Linked DNA regions of Sus scrofa: region 2 is linked to region 1. Evidence: chromatin contacts called from public Hi-C data. All regions are on one chromosome and are shown on one strand. The core of a region is the stretch at or near the end of the contact, and the rest is flanking DNA. Distances in the headings are between cores, read along the strand shown. Region 1 holds the start of LOC102159548. Region 2 overlaps SIPA1L1 (signal-induced proliferation-associated 1-like protein 1).

Region 1 (5,077 bases), core at 1,414-3,913:
CCAAGAACACTCTTTCTCTCACCACTGGATCACAGAACGCATCAGCATGCCTGCCTCCCAGGCAGAGGCACTCAATAAATACTGTTTGACTAGCTGCAAATCTCAAAAGGTTAGAAATACAGTGATGTTACGAACAGAAATTTCTTTTCTGAATTTGAGATATGAACTTCTGTGATTTGGGTCCAAAGTTAGAAAGAAACATGGTATCAGAGCACTAGCTCTACATTATGGAGATGAGTCTATTTGCCTTCCTTGGAGAAAGTCCGACTTGGTCAATGAACCAAAAGGCTCAAATCTTCGATGTCACCTGAAAATCTTCCGGCTAGGCATACTTCATATGTGCACTGATGGGGACCAACAGAAATGACAGCACACAGTGAGAACCAACAGGAAGCACACAATTAGGTTGCCATCAATCCCTACATACATTCCCCTACATTGCAAAGATTCAGAGAATCTGTATGCTTACACTGTTCTGCCTCTCCTCACACTCCTGCTTCACAATTCAAAGAGATAGAAAAAGCCATTTATTGAAAAACAAACTGCACATGTAAGATAGAACGTATACATATCTCAACTCATAGTCAATCAAGATCTTCCAAAGTCTTTACAAAATCGCTCATTTCAAGCCATCTTCAATCTGTGACTTCAATAAAGTTACCAGCTGTTTAAATTTTAAAGTTGTTAAAAAAAAATCAAGATGTGGCTGGGGGTGAGGAAATGGGGGAAGACCTACACTAAAATTACAAACCTAATTCAATGCAAAAGCAAAGTAGGAAAGCCTGGAATTAACAGTGAAAGGACAGAGTTAAAAGAATCAAAACATAAATTTCAGTGAGCTGTTTTGAAGTTTTTATGACCAAAATTCAAGTCCACCTTGCCACGGAATCCTACAATGAAGTCACACCTAATACTGCCTTATACTTCAGACCTAAAAAGTTCACTGCACAGAACTCCAATTTCAAACTCAAGGGGCAGTACCAGGAACCGCAGAGAAGCTAACAGCAACACCTACTGACTGTCTTGAGCCACTTGACAAACTTGTTCTCTCAGTCAAGTAGAGAAATCTAGCAATACAGTCAACTTTAGGAGTCCTTTACTTAAGAATAATGAGATAAGAAAATAAGTTGGCAGCCACATAAAACCATGTACCCTCAAAATCTCTTATTTCGTTCCTAACCATTTATAAGCAAATCATCACCCAAATCATTTTAAATGCATTGTTAATTGCTAATGCTTTAGTATAAATAATTTACTCGATGGGAAAAATGTTTTAACATTAATATACTCATTAATAACTGGCATGGCATCTACTAGTCCAACACATCAGTGACCATAAACTGCTTTATGAAAACCTTTTATTTGAGGCTACTGCTGTTACCACTGTTTTATATTATTTCCACTGACTTTTTCTTTCCTGGTAAAGGTGGCTTAATTGAAGCTTTCGAAAAATGAAAAAGGAGAAAGTTATAAAAGTCATTAAACCAGGATTAAATAGAAAATTAATACTGTTACTAAACTGGATGCAGAGAATGATTCTATAGGACTTAATCTTGTACTTTTTCAAAAGATTAAGTCAGAGAATCTTTGCCTTGGACGAATATTCCATATGAGAAAACGAGAGAAAGTTGACACTTAACTCCCACAGAGTACCAGTATAAAAACAATGGCTTTAAGAGTCTGAGTCAGAGTTTCAACATGAAAGGTTTGCTTTATAGAGGAAACGCCAACCCCAGTTCATCCAGAGAGACCTGGAACCTGATGAAAGTCGACACTTTTACTCTGAAATTTGCATCATATCACTGGCTCCCAGTTTAGAAACATAATCGTTTAGTAGGTAGTAAGAATTTCAGTGAGTGCTGCCTCTAAAATACCCGTCATGAAAAATAAAATCTATCAAGTAAATGCAGCCTAGGATCCATCAGTCCCCAAATGCTTCTCTTCAAAATGAATACTAATAACTCAATTAAACAACATTTTCCTTGAAAATGAGCCATCTCCCTTGTCTATGTTTTACAAACAGTGAATCTGATGAAATTTCAACCTGCCCAACACGATTACTTGTCCACCTAGAAATGCCGTGGAGCGATAGGGAGGGAGCCTGGCAAATTTCCTTTAAGGTCAGGAGAGAAGTTGGAAACAGATGGGGCGAAGCAGAAAAAGTTCTTTTTTGCAGTACCTTCACGCCTCCCCAGCCCTCTTGCTGTTTACTTGCTCCACGGAAAGCAGGTTAGAGCATCCCGGGATTTCACTCGCCACCAGACCCCCCGGAGAGAAATGAACCACCCGCGGGCACTCAGCTGCTCTTCCCCCTTCCTCACGATTTAACCTCTCGGCCCGCCCTCCGGCACAGCCTGCAAAGCTCTCACCCAGGTGACTGAAGGGGAAGGGTCGCCCGGTGAAGACGAGGGCAGCAGGATAGGCGCAGCACCCAGACGGGGGCGCGGGGCTCCTGGCCTCTGGCACAGGCGCCTGGCTGAGAGTTGTGCAGCTTCGGATTCCGAGGTGCGTGCGCGCGCGCGCGCGCGCCGGGCGCGTTGCAGCTCAGACTCGCCCCCGCCGGGCTGCGCTATCTGCACGCCACCAAATCGGAAATAAAACTTTGACCGGCCTCCGGGTGTCCTGCTCCGGGCCCTGGACCCGCGCCCCGGCCAGAAATGGGATGGGGGCTGTCAACAGTCCTGCACCCCCGCTACCCTGCCCGGACGCCACTTACCACTCGGCCCGGCCTCCCGGTGCGGCCGCGCGTCCGGGGCGCGTCCGCCGCGCGCTCTCCCTGGGGAGAAAGAGAAACCGTGTAGACGGTCGGCGCGCGCTCACTCGCCGCCTCCTCTGCGGAGAACAGCAGGCGGCGAGGCCGGGGCGGGCGCAGAGCAGAGGGGGGCCCGGGGGAGGCGGGGGCGGAATCTGCCCAACTCCCGAGCCTGGCTCCGAGGGAGACACGGAATGCAGGCTGGAGAGCAGCCGGCGGGGGCCGCGTTCCCAGCAGAGTTGGGGGAGGCGGAGGTGCCCAGGTCCCCGGGCATCAACTATTGTTTGCGCGCTCGGGTCCCCGCTCGCGCCGCCTCCGATGTTCAGCGCCCCTCATCCCGCCTGCCTGCCCCCAAGAGAAAGCGCTGAGGGGGCGGCCGACGCGGGAAGCAATTGCTGGATGACTGGAGGGCCGGAGTTCCGAGGTGGGCGCCGAGTGGGGGAGGGGACAGGTAACTACAGCGGGGGGCAGAAAGGCCCAGGAGGATCGGTGGGGGGAGGAAATGGGGAGGAAGCCACGGAGGCGGGAGAGGATGAAATGACAGAGGGGGCGGCCTCCGAAACCCAGACCTGGCCCTCCCTGGGGACCCTCCTCCCGGGGACTCAGTGCCGCTCTGACTTTTGCTCACTTGCTCACGCACACAGCGAACTCGCTCACAAAGTTGCCGGCGGTGGCGGTGCCGCACTCGCCCTTCCCCTCCCCGCCTCCCTACCACCCCGCCCCATTCCTTCCCCTCCTTCATTCCCTCCCCTTTCCCCAAGTCTCGGGTGAGATCACCGATGTGCTGCTCAGTGCTGCGCTCAAATCTCGCGAGAGAAGCGGCTCAGCCCAGATGGCGGGGGAAGTGGAAGGAGTTGGAGGAAGGGGGTGGGGGGAACCGCGGAACTTAGTCTCTTAGTTGCTATGACGACGGCAAAGCCCTGGATTCCTGTCTCCTGCGGAGAGCCGAGGCAGCAAACGTGGGTGCAGTTTCCAGCCTCCCCTCTCCCTAGCCTGACGCCCTAATGGTGGAGAAAGCAAGGGCTAGAAGCGGGAAAAGGAGTTTTAAACTCTTTGAGAGGGATTTTGCAGAAGAACAGCGTCACGCTATCTGGCTAAATTTGGCAAATGAAGCTAATTGTTTTTTAAGGATTCTGGGACAGATTACTGCCACAGAAGCCAGCGCATGTGTGAACCCCCAGTTTCCTACATATATCTAGTTTTTCAGCCTTCCACTCTAATCTCATCACCCAAACCCCACCAACTCCTTATGCTACCTCTCACTTCCCCCCCTCCCCCGCTCCCCATCCCCACCGCCACCAACAAACTGGGCTCTTGAAGGATCTGTCTTACCCATCTTTGTATTCTCAGAGCCTCCACAAGCTTGATACATAGTAGGTGTTTACTTAATGTCTGTTGGGGGAAATGAACGTAACAAGCTGCTTGTCCTCAGAGGTACTTGGCTTTCACCCTACCCTGGAAAGTACTTCATTTTAGATTAAAAGTTTCTGCTCCACAGTTATGGTTTCGACTTTGTTAAACTATCCTCCCATTTCTGTTCACACCGAATTATCTGTTTTTAAATAATTATAATCCTCTGTTCTCTTTCTCCATCTTTGTCTCATGAAACAAAACTTCTTCATACCTACTCCAAAATGAGGATGAAGATGAAATCTCATCCTGTTTCTTCTTTTAATTGTAGAAATTTTCTTTGGGGGTTTTATATATCACTGCCTAAATAAAGTGGATACTGTGAATAGAGTTTTAAAAAAGCTTAAACTTTTGATATCAAAATGAGTCAGTAAAAATAGTTTCCATGTTATGTGAATTATACCAATTTTTAAAAAGATGCCATCCCTATTTACATAAATATGGGAAAACCATTATTTAAATCAATCTCTTGGAACCAGAAACCTTAAAATATACACCAAGATTCTTTTAGGTTACATGCAAGTTTAAATACTATGTCAGTGAAAACCTAATGATACAGTGATAAAAAGCACTGGACAAAGTCTGGAAACTAGGGTGTGAGTTTTTGTTGTCACTAATAATTGAGTCTCCTTGAGAATGTATTTAATCTTTCTCTCGGAGTCTTCATCTATAAAACGAGGGGTAGCACACATGTTAGGTCATTGCAGCTTTAAAATTCTATGGCTCTTAGACCTAGACAAATTTCTGATAAATAACAGATATTTTTCTTTTACATCAAACAGACTTTTTTAATGAGTGTTTCATTTTATAGTAGGTCAGTTTTATAAAGTTCAGCTACGTGTTGACAAGCTGCTCTTAAAGTTCTCTTGTCTCAACTATAAAAACAACAAAAATATTTACCATGTTACAGTAATT
Region 2 (4,765 bases), core at 1,797-4,296, 150 kb before region 1:
CCCCCCACCTCCATACTTGCCACCTTCTGTTAGGCTCTGCTGAACACAGCAACCACGGGGCCTCTGCAATGCACAACACACCCTGGCCTAAAGCCCTTCCACGGCTTCTCATTACACTGGGCGTAAAACTAAAAATTCCCAACAAGGTCGAAGAGCCCCTGCATGATAATCCAGCAAATCTTTTCAACCCTGAAGGCGTCGTGTCCCCAGTTACTATGTTCCAGCCACACTAATCTTCAAGCTTGTTAAACACGTTCAGCTTTCTTGCCAGCAGTGGGGGGTTGGCTAAAATATTTTCCTACCTTCCACGTCCCCATCTGGATAATCCCCACTCATCTTCTCAGAAGCGCTTTCTCCCCTGCCCATCCCCCTCCTCTCCCACCTTCGCCCTGTACACACCCTGAATTGAATGAGGATATCAGGTATGTTTTCATATTCCCAAATAACCTGCTTTCATGTACAATTTGCTGAAAATGGAACCTGTAAATCCCATTTCTTGCTTCTTGTCTGTGGGTATTTAAATAAAACATTGGGTTGCTCCTTTAAACTATTGGAAACACATGGGCATACTGCTTCCAGCTCACTTCCTACTATATATATATGTATACACACACACAGACACACACACACTTACTTGTGTGACCACACTATTTGTTCATATCTCTTCCACTAAGTCCCTAAATTCTATGAAGACAGGTATGGTGTCAGTTTGTGGAAATACAATGTCCCCAGAACTTAATCAGATGAAGCCTGACAAAAAGAAGATACTCAAGGAAAAAAGCAAATGAGTTATGATCACCATCATGGGAACACTATAATTTACACCTCAGACACTTGCTCCCAAAGACGGCTCAGATTCCAAGAGCCACATTGAGTTTTACTTGAGTTTCTGTTGTAATGAAGACTTACTAGGAAAACAAAATCCAGACTGATTAAGAGCCTGAGGAAAATCTAGTTTTAATTGACACTTGCCAATAGGTTAGAAATGTATCTAATATGTAGATGTGGTTTCTTTTTATTTTTAAATGTAGATAACCTATTTAAAAGGATGACTCTAAGGATTAAAATAAGAGAGTGTTTACTACTTAAGCACTCAGCATTATTAAAAAATAAGATATTATAAATATTACTCTTACTAATTTAAATGAACAAACATCTTAGGAGAAAGCATCTTGACTGCTCTCAAAACAGGAGCTTTGAAAATGTTCTCTATAATGTATGTATCTACATCATCAGGTAGCCATTCATCCCTAAGGTTGCCTACTTGAAGGAAATTCTACTTCTTTTAGTTTTAGCTTTTAAGTCACGACAAAAAATTACTATGGCAAGTAAGTGTTTTCCTTTTGTCCAAATAGGTACACACCAAAGAAAAAACCGTAACTGTCTCCACAAATGCGTCAAACAATGTCACTGTATGACATGTCCCATCCTAGCTAGCACGTCCAAACATGACTTTGGCAATGCAAAAATATTCACAGTAGCCCTCTGTCAGAAACATGTCAATTACTATAACATGGATTATACACACATACACACACAGAGTATATACAATATACTCTTACCTTTATAAACAAAAAGCAAGCAAAAACTCCATATTTTCTCTCTTTAAAAGATAATTGTTTTGAGGTAAAAAAAATAACATTACTAGCACAAGTGTATCACAAAATAATATATGTAATTTTGTATTGCTAAATTTACCAAAAAGACCCAATGTTTAACATTTCTGTTTAAATCCTAATTCTGTTTAAAGGTAATCAGTCTCAAAGAAACATTTAAATTACCATCTAATGATCAATGTCCAATTGGCCTCCAAGTTGTTTGAGGGATACCCAAAACAAAGTATTATCATACAAAGGTGTCAGCAGAGATGGTAGCCATTAAAACTGTATGACAAGTGAGAATTCCCTTGTGGTGCAGTGGGTTAAGGATCTGTCATTGTCACTGCAGCAGCTGGCCCAGGTCACTGCTATGTCACAAATTCCACCCTGGCCTGGGAACTTGCACATGCCGCAGGCGTGGCCACACACACACACACACAAAACAAAGACTGTATGGAAACTGGTATCCAGAAATAAAGACAAATTTTACTTCATTAAAAAAAAAAAAAGCTTATTTTTACCTCTTTAAATTATAAAGAAAAAAACTGCCCTTAACAATTTTTTTTTATTTAACTCTAAATAATGCAAGACTTAAAACTTTAAACTTACTATTTTGTTTCAGTTTTGGACAAGATTTAGGGAGTAACTCAATATCCATGCAAGCTTAATATGTTTGCTTCTCCGATAATTAAAAAAAGCTAGTAATAAACTCCTCCCAATCTCAACTTTACCCTATTAACTTTTCTTTTCTATGGCCACACCCGTGACATATGGAAGTTCCTGGGCCAGGGACTGAATCCCATCTGCAGCTCCAACAATTCTGGATCCTTTAACTCACTGCACCAGGCCAGGGATCGAACCCACACCTCCACAGCAACCTGAGCTGCTGCAGTCGGAGTCTTAACCCACTGTGCCACAGTGGAACACCCCCATTAACTTTTTTGCTGAACACATTATGTAAACCTTAGATTTGGGGTAATAAATGAGACATGATAAAATGACTGTGTATTTTGATAACCAGTAACTCACTTGCATATTATAAACATTATGCTACATCATTTGATAAACTGACTTCCAGCCCCAGGTGAAAGCTGCCAGGGATCTTAGCTTTCTCATCTTTAAGGTGATCAATGCTTACCCTGTCCCCTGAGGGAAATCTCTGACTCATCTAAATAAAACCCAAGAATACATCATGTAATAAAGTCTTATTACCTTGAAATTAACCTGTTAGATTTTTTTTTCTGTGTTCTTGAGCCCTTTTTAGTCAAACTGGAAAGCCTCCAATAAAATTAATATACAGAAATCAGACTCTAGTCTGTGATATACTTGCCATGAATTTACTGGGAGTAATGCATGGAGACGGAAGAAACTGGGGTAGCAGGAAGACTGGGAAGTCACAAGGACACTGGCTCCATCTCGCCTACATGTGCACTGCCCTTCAGTCTAAAACAGCTGTGTGAATCACAAGAAATGGCCTAGCTGATCCCCAAGCCCCAAAAGTACCAGAGGTCAGCTTTCTAAAGCAGTGTCTATTTTTAAACTAATATAAGTTGGGTTCTAAATTTGACCTGCATTTAAATTATCATCTGGTGAGGAATGTCCAGCTGGACACTTATGCACTTGAAGCTGCTTGAGGGAGGGCCAAACAAAGTTCATTTTACATGCAACAGACAAAGCCTTGTCTCAGCAACCCGCATCCTCCACAGAGGAAGGGCAGCAGCTGGGAAGAAAGAGCCATCCTGCAGCTGAGGGTCCCTGGAATTTACTTTTTCACATAAGTAATAAAAGCAGCCCATTCTTCACATGGAAATGGTTTGGGAAAGCCCGTTTCCGATTGCTTGGCACAAAAGAATGAAGGAAGAGAGCATATTTTCAATGGAGTGCAGAGTACATGAGTATTGCCCCAGAGAAGAAGCCAACAAAAACCTATTTTTAAGGTTCCTCACAGGACCCTTCTCTTCAGAAAGTTCGCAGGGCAATCCTGATCAAAGCAGTCTCAATGACCAGGAAGAAAGAGTTTTCTTTTAAATTCTGGGGTCAGAATCTAGAAGATAAAAGAAAACCATTCCTACTGCACAGCACCAGGGACTGTGTCCAATCTCTTGGGATAGAACATGATAAGGGCTGATATGAGTAAAAGAATGTGTATACCCACATATGTATCACTGGGTAACCATGCTGTACAGCAGAAACTGGCACAACACTGTAAATCAACTATACCGCAAGTTTAAAAAATACAAAAAAAAAAACAAAAAAGGGAAATTCCCATTGTGGCTCAGTGGTAATGAACCCGACTGGTATCCATGAGGATACGGGTTCAATCCCTGGCCTCGTTTGGTGGGTCAGGGATCCAGCGTTGCCCTGAGCTGTGGTATAGGTCGCAGACATGGCTCGGATCCAGTATTGCTGTGGCTGTGGTGTAGGCCAACCGCTGTCACTCCAATTTGACCTCCAGCCTGGGAACTTCCATATGCCACAGGTACGGCCCTAAAAAGGCAAAAAAAAAAAAGAAGAAGAAGAAGAAGAAGAAGAAAAGAAAACCATGAATAAATATCCTACCAAAATACCAGTTAAATAAATATGGCACCAATTGATGATAATTTTGAAAACTGATATCATTCTCAATTTCAAGAAAACTTCAAAACACTTAGAACTTTTCCAATTTTTAAGAAATTGTATTTCAAGAGTATTACAGTGGTAAAGGTTGGCACTACTATGTGTATATATATCACTTAAGAAATCATGCGTTAGTGATTAAAACATTTAGTTTTAGTGTCCGCATTAGGAAAATCACCAGGGCAGAAGTGAAAAGATAAACTTCTGAAAAAATAGCTCTAAAACTACATAAGTTACATAGCTATTTCTATAAACCAAAAAACCACAGTAATTCAGTAAAATAAACTATTGCTAATCAAGAATGAAAGTGTGTCCACATAGGTATGTCAGACCCCAAACCTCTCTCCTCTCATTAGCCTACAATTCTGGCCCAAGCCACATATGCCTAAAGATAAACTAACACTGTGATTTAGAGGGCAAAGCAACCCAAGTATTTCATGTTTTAGATATGTGGTTGATCAATCTGATTTTATGGTTGAAAAAATATAGTCCATGAAAAGTAACTGTATAGGAGTTCCCATCATGTAGCAGTGGAAACAAATCCAACGAGG

Evidence for each region. A called contact is a pair of places that touch in the nucleus more often than the background predicts.
Region 2: a contact with region 1 is called in a Hi-C map of fetal skeletal muscle, with 2.5 times the contacts expected there. The contact joins the enhancer-like site here to the promoter of LOC102159548 in region 1. A contact is called at or near these places in 3 of 47 Hi-C or Micro-C datasets (epiblast stem cells, fetal skeletal muscle and fibroblasts) and 2 of 2 datasets of contacts at active chromatin or transcription factors (alveolar macrophages and skeletal muscle).

The regions. Positions count from the first base shown.
Region 1 is chr7:94,788,212-94,793,288 of Sscrofa11.1, reverse strand. LOC102159548 reads left to right here and starts at 2,663. Exons shown (of 2, transcript XM_013989147.2): 1 at 2,663-3,203. The coding sequence starts at 2,663. It overlaps SIPA1L1 (signal-induced proliferation-associated 1-like protein 1), which reads right to left and starts at 3,454. Exons shown (of 27, transcript XM_021099427.1): 1 at 3,381-3,454; 2 at 2,717-2,776.
Region 2 is chr7:94,937,267-94,942,031 of Sscrofa11.1, reverse strand. The region is part of intron 4 of SIPA1L1 (signal-induced proliferation-associated 1-like protein 1); the gene reads right to left. Among named protein-coding and RNA genes, the nearest start is that of SIPA1L1, 150 kb to the right of the region's middle. Within about 2 kb of position 3,046, at least 2 of the 83 cell types and tissues checked have an H3K27ac peak or open chromatin away from gene starts, as enhancers often do. A contact at or near this core is called in fetal skeletal muscle, where this site is marked.